2 separate regions of the Arachis hypogaea genome follow, and region 2 is linked to region 1. The links are chromatin contacts, called in public Hi-C maps. All regions are on one chromosome and are shown on one strand. The core of a region is the stretch at or near the end of the contact, and the rest is flanking DNA. Distances in the headings are between cores, read along the strand shown.

Region 1 (5,956 bases), core at 1,597-4,096:
AACAGATATTTATCTAGTATTTACTCCTATGATTTAACATTTTTTATGTATATACTTCTTATTCAATATAAATTGTTTTATTGATTTCAACAAGTGTTTTATTACAATTATCTTCAAATTAATAATATCTAGGAACAAAACTACTCTAGCTTCTTATAAAGTTTTAGTCAAAGAAATTATTCGTATTTTTGTAGAGGTCATAAGCTTATGAAATTCGTGTTAATATTGCAAGTGTGAGGAGTGCATGAAATTAGTTTCACATTAAAAAAAATAAAAAAGAGTTAAAAATTTATAAGATAAAAGACCCATTAATTAATTTGACACTTAATATGAAATACAAAAAGTTTTGGATTAGAGTGTAAAAATCTTCATTTTTTTTTTTGAGTGAGTTCTTTCCCTAATTCTATGATTTTTTTTTAAATTAATTTCCTTGAAAAATCTCACTTCTTTATAAACTGTTGATCTCTATGCTCCACTTATAATTCTCTTCGTTTATTAATGGAATTTCCATTTTCGAACAAAACAAAAAAAGAAAAAGGAAGAATACACATATTTTTAAGTGGTTAGTTTTTTCCCACGTTAACTGCTTTTAATTTTGTGTCGCCAATATCTTCTGTATTGGATTATATTTATAAAGTACCAATTGTATTGGATTATATTTATATCTCTTAGTTAAGTCAAGAATTCATTCTCGTCTTTTTTTTTTTTCATATTTTTTAAAAAATTAGATGAGATGAAACAGAATCATAAATTTTATAAAGTGATTAAGATGACCATGCCAAGTAATATAACTAGAAAGGAAATTTTGACACCCACCATTTTCCCAATAATATATTGATAGTCATAGTTTTGCCATATCACCAATATTTTCCCAACTACATATGCATGTACCCTACTAGTTCTTTTTTTGAGAAAATTTTACCCATTTTTTAGAGATGTTAAAATAATATTTTCTTTTTTTTTATTTGTAAAAAATATATATTTTTTTGTATAACTTTCAAAAAATCTCATCTTTAATTTATTTTAAATTTTATTTTTGTATTAATTAATGTTAACTTTATTTATTTTTTAAAAAAATTAATTTATTTTTTACAAAAATACTCTTTACCAAAAATTTTATTTCGTTGTCATTAAATTTTACTCACCAAAATATCTTTTAATAAATTATTTTTTCTAAGATATCCTTCAATAATTTTTTAATTATTAAATTATGATTTTATCAAAATTTTATTAACAATTATAGTTATATTTTATTACTAATTTTTCGATATCAATATATATTATTTTAACATTAAATAAAAAAAAATCTTAGTAAGATTATTTTCAGATATCAATATATATTAATTGTTATACATATTAATAGTGGCAAGATTTTTTTATTTAATGTTAAAATAATATATATTGATATCAGAAAATTAATAGTAAAATATAAAAATAATTGTTAACGAAATTTTTGGTAAAATCACAATTTAATAATTAAAAAATTATTGAAGGGTATCTTAGAAAATAATAATTTAATTATTAAATTATTTTAAAAAATATTTTAATAAAAATATAATTTAATTAACAAAAAAAACTTATTAATTAAAAGATATTTTGGTAAGCAAAATTTAATAAAAAAAGTAAAATTTTTGTTAAATAATATTTTTGTAAAAAATAATTTTTTTTAAAAAAATAGATAAAATTAATATTAGTTAATTCAATAAATTTAAAATGAATTAAAGAAGAAGTTTTTTAAAAGTTATAAAAGAGGAGAATGTATATTTTATAAATAAAAGAGAAAAAAAGTATTATTTTAACATCTCTTAGGCGAGAAGAGTGGAATTTTCTCTTATTTTTATGATAATTTTTCTTTTGACCATTTTCTAAGCTATATATATTGCATTAATTGATAAAAGTTGCTTTTCGGTGAAAATGAAGCAAAAATTGAAAAAGAAAAAGACGATATTCTAGAGTTGTACCACAGCCTATAGGCCATAAAGTGGATAACATAAAGTTACATGTAGCTATTGTAGCATGGTAGTAACCCTAGTACAAACAAAACTACTTTAATTTGGTGCTATCTCCTTTGCCTTGCTTTTCTATGTTGTTAAGAGTATTGATGATTGTTGCCACAGAAATTATAAACATAATGCATTGTTGATATGAAAGGAGTGTATTAAGATCCCATAAAAGGTGCACAGATTTTCCGAATGTGGCAATTTGGAACCCTTTGGTAGCTGAAGGGGTATGTCGTATTTAAAGAAACAATAATTTGGACAGTTCTTCTCTCCTAATTCTCTGATTTGATATTCTGCTAGCCCTATAAATGAGCCACCATATTTGATATTTGGAGTAATAAGATAAGTAAATTTAGTACAATTTTTTTTGGGTTGCACTAAAGAACATTTGTGATATACCAAAATTAAAAATAAAGGAATCACATAAACTTTACACTTTCATCGCAACTAAATTGAATAATAAACATCTTTAGTAGTAAAAATTCTCAACAACTAACCCCCATATATAGTTCTGCGGCTAGGAGCTATAGCTAGGATGCAGTTGAAGAAGGAGAAGATGTAACCCGACTAATGAATATATATATATATATATATATATATAGTTCTTTGTTCTACTCAACCTCGATCATAAATGCTTGTGTCCGAAGTTGTGCAAGTGTAACAATGCTGCGTTCAATTTAGCTACTTATTATTAGCTTTTTAATAATGGATGAAATTTTTTGCCAACTTGATGTAATAATTAAGAATTGAATATGTGCATGGAAAATTAGTTGAATGTGATGCTCTATATATATACGTGGCAAGCGATGTAAATTGTTATGTCTTGATTCTATAAAGAATATTCATCACAGAACAATGTGTATAGCTTTGTTTCTTTGGCAAGCACATCCACTCTACCCATTTTTTCTTTTGAGCAACAGAGATGAGTACCATAATAGGCAAGTTTAATTAATTTGGTTTCTTCTTTTATGGAATTGCATATATTATATATTGTTTTACTTATGGATATATGAATGTGATGAAGGCCTACAAAGGCAGTGTCATGGTGGGAAGATTGTGATGATATTGTTGGAGGAAGAGACGAGATAGCAATGGGGACATGGTTGGCTTGTTCAAGAGAAGGAAGAGTAGCTTTTCTTACCAATGTTTTGGAACTCCATACCCTCCCTGAAGCCAAAAGCAGAGGAGAGTTACCCCTCCTATTTCTAAAGGTGAAGACTCATGTATACACGCATGCGCACGCACATGTATATATATTATAAAACTATTTTATTTTAATTTTTATTTTTAGATTATAAATTTTAAATTTATCTTTTAAACTTTAAGTTTTAATTTTAAATCTTTTAGAAAAAATTGATGGCTAAAGATATAATTTTACAAAGAAGTAAAAAAATTGGCTAGGTTAGTTAAAATTGGGTTTCCTATATTTGTTCATAAAATTTATATATGATTTATAGAGATTGAATATTGCAAAGCTATTGTCTCTTTATTTTTTAAATGAAATTTTGATACTTAGACATTCGCTAATAATAATATTTTTCAGTTGTGCATGTAATAATAATCATTTTGTTATTGTTTTGTATTTTAAGTAATGGTAAGTTTGTTGTTTATTGACTCCTAGCATATTATTACTTAATTGTTTAGTTATTTTATTAGTTTCTATAGTTTTATTAAATTTATAATTAAATTTTTATATTTTTTTAATTGAATTTTTATATTATTTTTAATTTTATAATTAAATTATTTTTATGTCAAAAATATTTAAATTAATAGAATATTTCTTTTAAAAAATAGTTAAAGATCTAGTTAGGTTTTTAATTGTGGGTACTTCTAATTTACAAAAAAATATTTTGTTAACTTTAACATGTTTTATATAGATAAGAACCTAATTAAAAAATTAAAAGTAATATAAGGACTAATTAAAAGAAAAAAAAGAATCTAATTATAAATATAATAAAACTATAAAAACAACTAAAGTAATTAAATTTTTTTAATTATGGAAACTAATTAATCACCTGCATCCACGTTTTTATCAATGAAGTTTTTTTTTTTTTTTGTCAATGAACAATTTAATTTTTAGCAGAGTGGAAAGCATCCACAGGAATTTGCAGAAAGCCTGAAAAGAGAGGCTCACTATTACAATGGGTTCAACTTGATTGTGGCTGATATTAGCACCAAATCAATGATGTACATCTCAAATAGGCCCAAAGGACAGCCCATAACCATTCAAGAGGTTCCTTCAGGCCTCCATGTTCTCTCAAACGACAAATTAGACTCACCATGGCATAAGGTTAGTGGTATATTATATAGCCGGTGCTTAATTTAATCATTACATGCAAGCAGGGAGGGATCCAGAAAGTTTAGTGTGGAGGGGCAAATTTTAAATAATTTTTTTATTTGATAAAAATAATTAACATATAGTTATTAGAGTTAGTTTTTCAAAAAATTTATCAATATATATATATATATATATAATTATAAATTTTTTTCAAAATTTTATTTTTAATATGATAGTTATATAAAAAATATAACAATATTAATAATACATTATAAAATTATAAAGTACCAATAATTTATAGCGTGTTTAGTTAAAAATAATCATATATCTTATTAATTAAAATTAATTATTTTAAAAAATTTTAAAAATTTAAAAATAAATGATAAATTATTAATTATTTGAAAGACACAATACCTTTATAGAATACAAGATATAAGATATTTTTATAAAAGTTTTTCTTTTAACAACATAAATTTAGAAGAAAAATAAATATTTTTTATAAGAAAAAAATATCTAAAGTACATAATATGATTACCAAAATATAACTACGTAAGTTATTATTAATATAATAATAATATAAATTTTAAATATGTTAATATAAAATAAACAAATAATTTTTTTAAATAAATATAAAGATTATTATATAAAAACTAATTTGAAAATTACAATGACTTGAGGGTATGATATTAAATTAGTTAAGTTAAAGTTATTAGTGAATTAAACAATTAAGACATAAATCTATCACATAATAAAAAATAATACATATGAAAATACTAAATTATATAATATTTTTTATTTTTTTAAATACATATCCATATATAAATATAGTTTTTAAAAATTTTGAAGGGGGCGAGGTCACTACTTGCCCCCTCTAAGTCTGTCCCTGCATGCAAGACGGTTCAAATCAATGAATTATAATTCTCACTTAGAAATTTTGGGTTCGAATCTTTCTTCTAACTTTGGAAAAAAAATTACACCGATATAATTCTAAGAAATTATTTAGTTTCCAAAAAATATTTTCATCAAATTACACAAACACAAAAAAACACAGTAATATATATATATTTTTTTCCAGGCTAAGCGACTTGAATCGAATTTCAAAAAAGAAATAGCAAAATATGGTAAAGAAGAAATACCTGCAAAGGAGGTAATTGAAAATGTGATGAAGGACAGAGTGAAAGCAGAGAAAAGTGTACTACCTCACATATGCTCTCTTGAGTGGGAATACAATCTTAGCTCCATCTTTGTTGAAGTAGATACTCCACTGGTAATAATAAATTAATCTTTCAAAAGCAAATAATTTTTAGTTGACTTTGACTTGGTAAGTTTCCAATGAAATCATCATATTGTGTAGGGTTTATATGGTACTAGGAGTAGCGCTGCCTTAAGCATCAGATCAAGTGGGGAAGTGAGTTTTTATGAGATTTATCTCGATGACAACAAGTGGAAGGAGCATGTTATTGATTTCTTTATCCCTCAAAAGACCATGTGTCCAAGGCAATTCATTAAATCATAGATCATTTCTTATTTTTAATTTCTAGCTTTCCAATTGCAAAATGTGTTTGTCCATTCTTGTATGTGGAGGTATCAATATTAGTTGATCTTTTTTCTTTCATATCTATTTAGCTGCATGCTTCAACGAGCATAAATTCTTGTGTGTAATTGTATGATTATTAAA
Region 2 (6,274 bases), core at 2,733-5,232, 38 kb before region 1:
TTTGTTGAAGTAGGGTCCACGCGTGCCCGTGGCTCACGCGTATGCATGGGAATACACAAGTGCAGCTCGCGCGCGTGCGTTTCCTTGTCACGCGTACACGTGGGCATGATTGCTGGTCCATCACGCGTATGCGTGGGTCATGCGTACGCGTGGACGTACATCCTTTTTAAAAATAGCAGCAGATGACCAGAGAGCTGCAAACCTTGCAAATCTCACCAGCATAACCACATATTTATCATCCAAACTTCTGACGGGCATACCTCAATCGTTTTAAATTGTTTTCCTTCCGTTCTTCGAATGGCACAAACATCAAGAATCCAATTTTCATTTTAAAACAAGTTGGGAACAAATTGAAGGTCCAGAAGCCAAGTTATGCCTCACCGAAGTTCGGCCAAAAACCAACCTTTGCAAAAATGTTCAAACATCAATTTTCAATCAAAACTCCATTCCATTCCTTGTTAAATATGCCAAATCTAACACCATATATCAATAACAAAACTCAACACAACTTTACACCATTTATCAACTACCTTTCAATAACACTAAACAATTTCATTTCTTAAGAATTCCTTCAAGCTTCCATTCAAGGTTCTTTTAAGCGTGTAAACAACCAATCAACCACATTTCTTACCAATATCAACATCAATAATAATCTCCACCACATATTTAAATTACCAGCTATCCAACAAGCACTAACCAAACTTAATCATTAATAACAACATTCAACCATGTTACCTTCCAAATCAACATAACAACAACCACCATCCATAATCAATTACTAATTATCCACAAACACCAACCAAGTATATTCAACAACAAATTAATAAACAATAAACATACACCTGCATTCCAACTTATCCTATAGTCATCTAGCCTAAGTTTTCACAGAACATTATATATTAAATGCAAGAAACCTAAACCATACCTTAGCCAATTTTCACGTAACAACCAAAGCAATTTATTCAAAATCAAGGCAGCCCCTCAAAATTCAACAAACTCTAAGCTCAGCTTTCTCCAAGTTTCAATATTCACAATTTCAAGTTCCAATTATTTATTTTTCAACCTAATACACATTTATAACACATATATATCCAATTTAATACTCAAAGCTCAAATTCAATGAAATTAAAATAGAATTATCGTATCCTCATCTTACCCAAGCTTCACATAAGCAAAAATGAATGTTCTCCTCAAGCTAATTGGATCCTAAAACATCAAAAATAAAAGAAATTCAACATTTCTACTCAAAATTCGAAAATTGGGGGAAGAGGAGGCTGAGGGTGAAATAACAAATTACCTATGAAATTGTTCCGATAGAAACGTAGAGCTCGACGCGGTGAACGCGTGACTGCAAACGGGACGGCGATCGGAGCTCGGACGGAAAAATTACGGGAGTTGGAAGTTAACGTAAGGGTTTGGCGTCCTTTCTTTCCTCTCCCCTGATGTTCTTCGACCCTGCCAGAGTGGGGAGAAGGACGTGGATTTACTTAAAAGGCTGCTGCGGTTGGGCCCACGGCTCAGTTTGGGCCCGGTTCAACCGGTTCGGTCCGTTCGGTTCAATCTGAGACCGATTTCTTCGAAATTAATGTCAAAATTCTCTTTTCGATGAGCTCTATCTTAATTTGATATAATATTCGTATTTCTAATTTTTCTTATTAAAAACTAATTTATTGACTAATTATCTTCTAATTTATCGGAGTTTACACATATTCTTCCTATTTGGCCTCCAATCTTCCTAAGAATTTTTTCATTGTAGAGCTCTATAGGTAGTCCTGAAAGTTTTATCTATGTTGTGATCTTATCAACGGTGGTTAGGAGAGGGTTGAAATTGGGTTCCCAAAGCCTTATCGCTAAGTAGTGATCATATATCTTCCATGGTCTTTTTAAAAGAGAAAAATCCAAGTCTTCTTGAGAATAAAACTTGACTCAGTAAAATTCATTCCTAAGGTTTATAAAATCGAGCTCAGGCAACTTTTTCCACAGATTTTCAATCCTCCTCTTGATCACTGTATAACCGATTTTCCTTCCTATGAGTTTAACAATTTGGGTCTCCACAATGTTTTTCATAGTTCCTGTTGGCTTCCTCATTTATAACTATGTTGAATAGCCCCTGACCCATATCTTCTACTGTAATTTCTGCTTTACTATTTTCTTTTTTCTGCTCCTCTATTTCATTATCCATATTTCCTATTTCAAGTACAGCTTTCTTGTCCTTCTCCTCCTCTTCGGAATCTAGGGTTTCATCTTCCGACTCTAGCGCTTCACCGGTCACCATATTAGCATAAGTCTGATTCCGATTTTCTCATTCAGTTCTGCCAGTCACCATGTCAGCGTAGGTCCTATTGTGGCCTTCTCCTTCATTTTTGCCACTCCCGTTATCAATGTCAGTCTTGTTTGCCAACTTCTTTTTCATTTCCTTGCATCCATTCCTCAATTCTTGGCACCAGAGTAGTGGTATCCAAGAAACCTTCTTCATCTTTCCACACATTCTTAACACTTCGTTGAAGTAAGTCTCGCTCCTGATTTGTTATTTCTTGTTTAGTTGGAGTTTCATCTTCGGTCATTTTGCCGATTGGGATACTAAAAAAATGTTAGAGACTACACAGTACGAAGAGAAAAAAATCGGCTAGTTTTTTGTTTTATTTCTATTTTTAAAAAATCTCTTAATAAAACAACAATTTTTTGCCTTTTTTTCTTTTATGTTTTTGTCTGGAGAACAATTTTCAATGCATCAATTATTTAACTTCTTTAGGTCTAATAGACAATAAATCAAAGAGCATTATTCCATTTTAAAATTTTGGTATACTAGAAATTGAAATAATTTTAGATATAATTCATGTACTCTATTAAATTATAAACATATCAGACACCAAAAAAAATATAAATGTATGAGAATTTTAAAATAAAAAATATTTAAATGAAGATAGTATATAGTATAGCATAGTACAGAAACTTGCCAATGAAAAAAAAACTGCATTCGCATGCACTAGTCATTAGTAGGGGTGTACATGGCTCGATCCGGTCCGAAGACATGGTGCGGATCTGAATATTTTAGGGGCTGATTTGGTGTGGTTTCAGCCGAGTTCAGGTCTGAAAAATAGACCTGATCATTATTTAGGGCTGGATTCGGTCAAGACGAACTCAAATTCACCCGACCCATGTGCACCTTAAGGGAACTAAAAAAGGTATATATATTTTAAATTAATTTTAATATTATGTTATATTAATTATAAGCTTGTTATTTTTTTTTAATCACACTTATTGAATTAGAAAATAGATCAAAGAATCATCAAATTAGAATTTATGGACAAATTCAAGTTCAAATATGGATATCAACTCGATAACAAGTTTCTTCTTTATAAATAAGTGTATCATAATTAAGTTTCTTTAAAGGCCCGGTTTTCACCCGATATAATTGTGGTCCAAAAATATTTCGTTTTTATCAAGTCTATGGTCGAATTACGGTCTAACAAATAGATTTAGTGTATATTTAAAGTCGAATTTAAATTAGGACAGTTTCATCCGGCCGATATACATCCCTAGTCACTAGGGGAGTGGGGGGTCTCACCGTCTCACTCTTCTTTTGTTTTTAATTTATGTTTTTCATTCTTTTTTTTTTTGGATGGGATGTTTTCCTAGTCTTGACTAGGAGACTCTTTCTTTTTAAAAAAAAAAAAATTGGTCTTTCAAAACTAAAGGTCTCATAATCAATAAAACTTCAGATCCATGGGCTTTTCTTTTGGTTCCATTCAGGATATATTGAATCAGTGATGACCCCAAACTGATGGGCTTTTCGGAAAGTAAGGAAAAGCTTTGAGGGAGTCAAACTTTTTGTGTGTTATTTTCTTTTTTGTCTAGGCCATGCTTCCAGTGTTTCTTTTTTGGGCCCGCCAACAGATTTTTACAGTATTGTCTTGGGCTGAAAATGGCCTAAGCCTAATCCAATCTCTAGAAAAACTCGCTTGAGTTAGTAGGAGGAGGTTTTCCCTGTACTATGACCCAAAAAAAGGGTTGAACGAAGCTTAGGCCTTAGCTTATGTGGAGCTCATAATATGATAATAACTTCAAGAACAAATCACCTTGGATGGTAAATTTACTAGTCCACTTAAATAAGTGTGGAAGGTTTAAATAAACATTTAAAGGTCTGTAAATAATTTAAATGTTGTTTATCTTATTCTAACAATAAATAATTTGGTTCTTTTTCTCCATTTTAATTGCCTTTAGTCATTATCAGCAATATACATCGCAGGAAGGCACCAGACTATATATTGTATTGTATTAGACATTTAGACTAGGACATGATATGAGGGCTTGCATGTTGCATTTTTTTTATTTTTTTTATTTGGATTCTCTAAATTTTAAATTTTACTTTAAAGGATAAAGTATGACTCTAATCATTTATTTCATAGGTAGAATCGAGAGAAAATATGAGAGAAAAATTATTTAAGGATGAGAGATCACATATTATTTTCTCAAATAAAAATTTAAAATTTAGAGGATCCAAATTCTTTTTTTAGTTCTCTTTTTTGGTTGAACAAAAACAAATCCTCGCTGAGGATCTTTTCACCCTGTTAATGACATCCTATCTTTGAATTGGACTATAAATGCAGTTGGCCCCGCTTCATTGATTGATAAAAGAAGATTAAAGTCATAAGGATAAGAAGATAGCAATTTACAAGAGAATAAAGAGATAAGAGGATTGAGTGTTTTCGTTAAAATAATCAGTGGTGTGAAATGTATAGTAAAGGGGGGGAAATATTAAAACCTATAGCTAGTAATCAGTGTGTGTTTTTTTAGGAACATCATCACTTATAATAAAGTGTTTATATCTTTCATACGATCTGTTGAAAAACAAGTGGTTATACTCTTATATTTGAAGAGAAAAGAATGGACTTGTTATATGGACAAGGGTTTTTTTTTTCTTAATGAGTTAGGGGTTAAAGTGAAAGAGCCTAAAATAACACAAATATTTAACACAAGAACAATATGAAAGCACTCACAATATAATATGGCAGCAATTATAACAAGCAAATATAGCAAGCAAAACAATAACAAGAACACACCGAAATTTTAACGTGAAAAATTCTCTCAATGTGAAAGGTAAAAACTACAGGTCGTCCATACCAACGAAATAGCTCCACTATAATCAAATGAAGTACAAGAGAGTCTCAAACATAACACAAAAACGTGCATATAGCCAGCCAAATCATCAAAGTACCAAAGCTTAAATATAAGAAGCAAGAAGATGAAAAATACCTAAAAAACAAAGCTGCTGTCGAAGCCAATTTCTCTCTTTGCATATCTCCAAATAACATCTCCACCATTCAGAATGAAGAACAGAATGTGAAGAATCTACAGTTCAAATTTCACGTCAATCCAACGATGTAAAAATGAGAAACTGCCATTCAAAGATTGCTACTCTGTGTAAAAATGGGAAACCTAATTTCTCTCTTGCTAAGCCAATTTCTCTCACTGAAAATATCCAATCAACATCTCCACCAACCAAAATGAAGAACAAGATGATAGAAACACGCAGTTTAAATTTTAATCTAATCCAACGGTGAAAAAATGAGAAACTGCCATTTGAAATTTACTGCTTTACATAAAAACGAGAATTATGTTTTTCCTCTTCTTTCTCTCTTTGGTGGCTACACTCTCTACCTCTCAATAACTGCAAAATATATATTAAAATTGTAACACTAGGGTGCAAGAATACATCCCCAAAAATTTGGACTTGGGCCTCAAAAAGAGAGAAAAAATCTAACACAAAGACCGCAAGCAAGGAAGAAAAACAAGAAATAACCACCCAGATTAAGAACTTTTAGGACGCAAAAAGTCAAAACAGTCTAAATCTAAAGCTAAGTTAATATCGGAAGGAGGCACATAAAAAATGTGTAGGTTAAAAGAAAAGGGTCTGTCTCTTTTTAGCAAGCGTATCTACAACATAATTTGTCTCTATAAGAGTATGTGATCATCCGGAGACATTAAGTCGTTAGACATGAGTGTTGATATCAGCAAGAATCGGTGCACAAGGATGAGTCTGTTTCAATAACAACTCGGTTGAAATTGTTTGCCACAGCAATCGGGAGACTGCGCACAATCTCCCACAATTCCACCTGCATAATACGACTGCCCAAGTTAGAAGCAAAACCAATGATATACCTTTTCAAGTGATCTCTAAAAACTCCACCGCACGTCGCACTATTCTAGTCAAAGAAAAAAGAGCCATCAACATTTAGCTTAATTTCATTCTCATGAGGAGGGAGCCAACGAT

What was found. A called contact is a pair of places that touch in the nucleus more often than the background predicts.
Region 2: a contact with region 1 is called in a Hi-C map of leaf, with 2.5 times the contacts expected there. The contact joins the enhancer-like site here to the promoter of LOC112708333 in region 1. A contact is called at or near these places in 5 of 8 Hi-C or Micro-C datasets (leaf and an unstated tissue).

What each region holds. Positions count from the first base shown.
Region 1 is chr8:12,651,590-12,657,545 of arahy.Tifrunner.gnm2.J5K5, reverse strand. LOC112708333 reads left to right here and starts at 2,846. Exons shown (of 5, transcript XM_025760507.3): 1 at 2,846-2,938; 2 at 3,025-3,211; 3 at 4,084-4,290; 4 at 5,354-5,545; 5 at 5,633-5,956. The coding sequence starts at 2,856. The coding sequence ends at 5,794.
Region 2 is chr8:12,690,014-12,696,287 of arahy.Tifrunner.gnm2.J5K5, reverse strand. No RefSeq gene overlaps it. Among protein-coding and RNA genes, the nearest start is that of LOC112706158, 13 kb to the right of the region's middle. Within about 2 kb of position 3,982, at least 3 of the 3 cell types and tissues checked have open chromatin away from gene starts, as enhancers often do.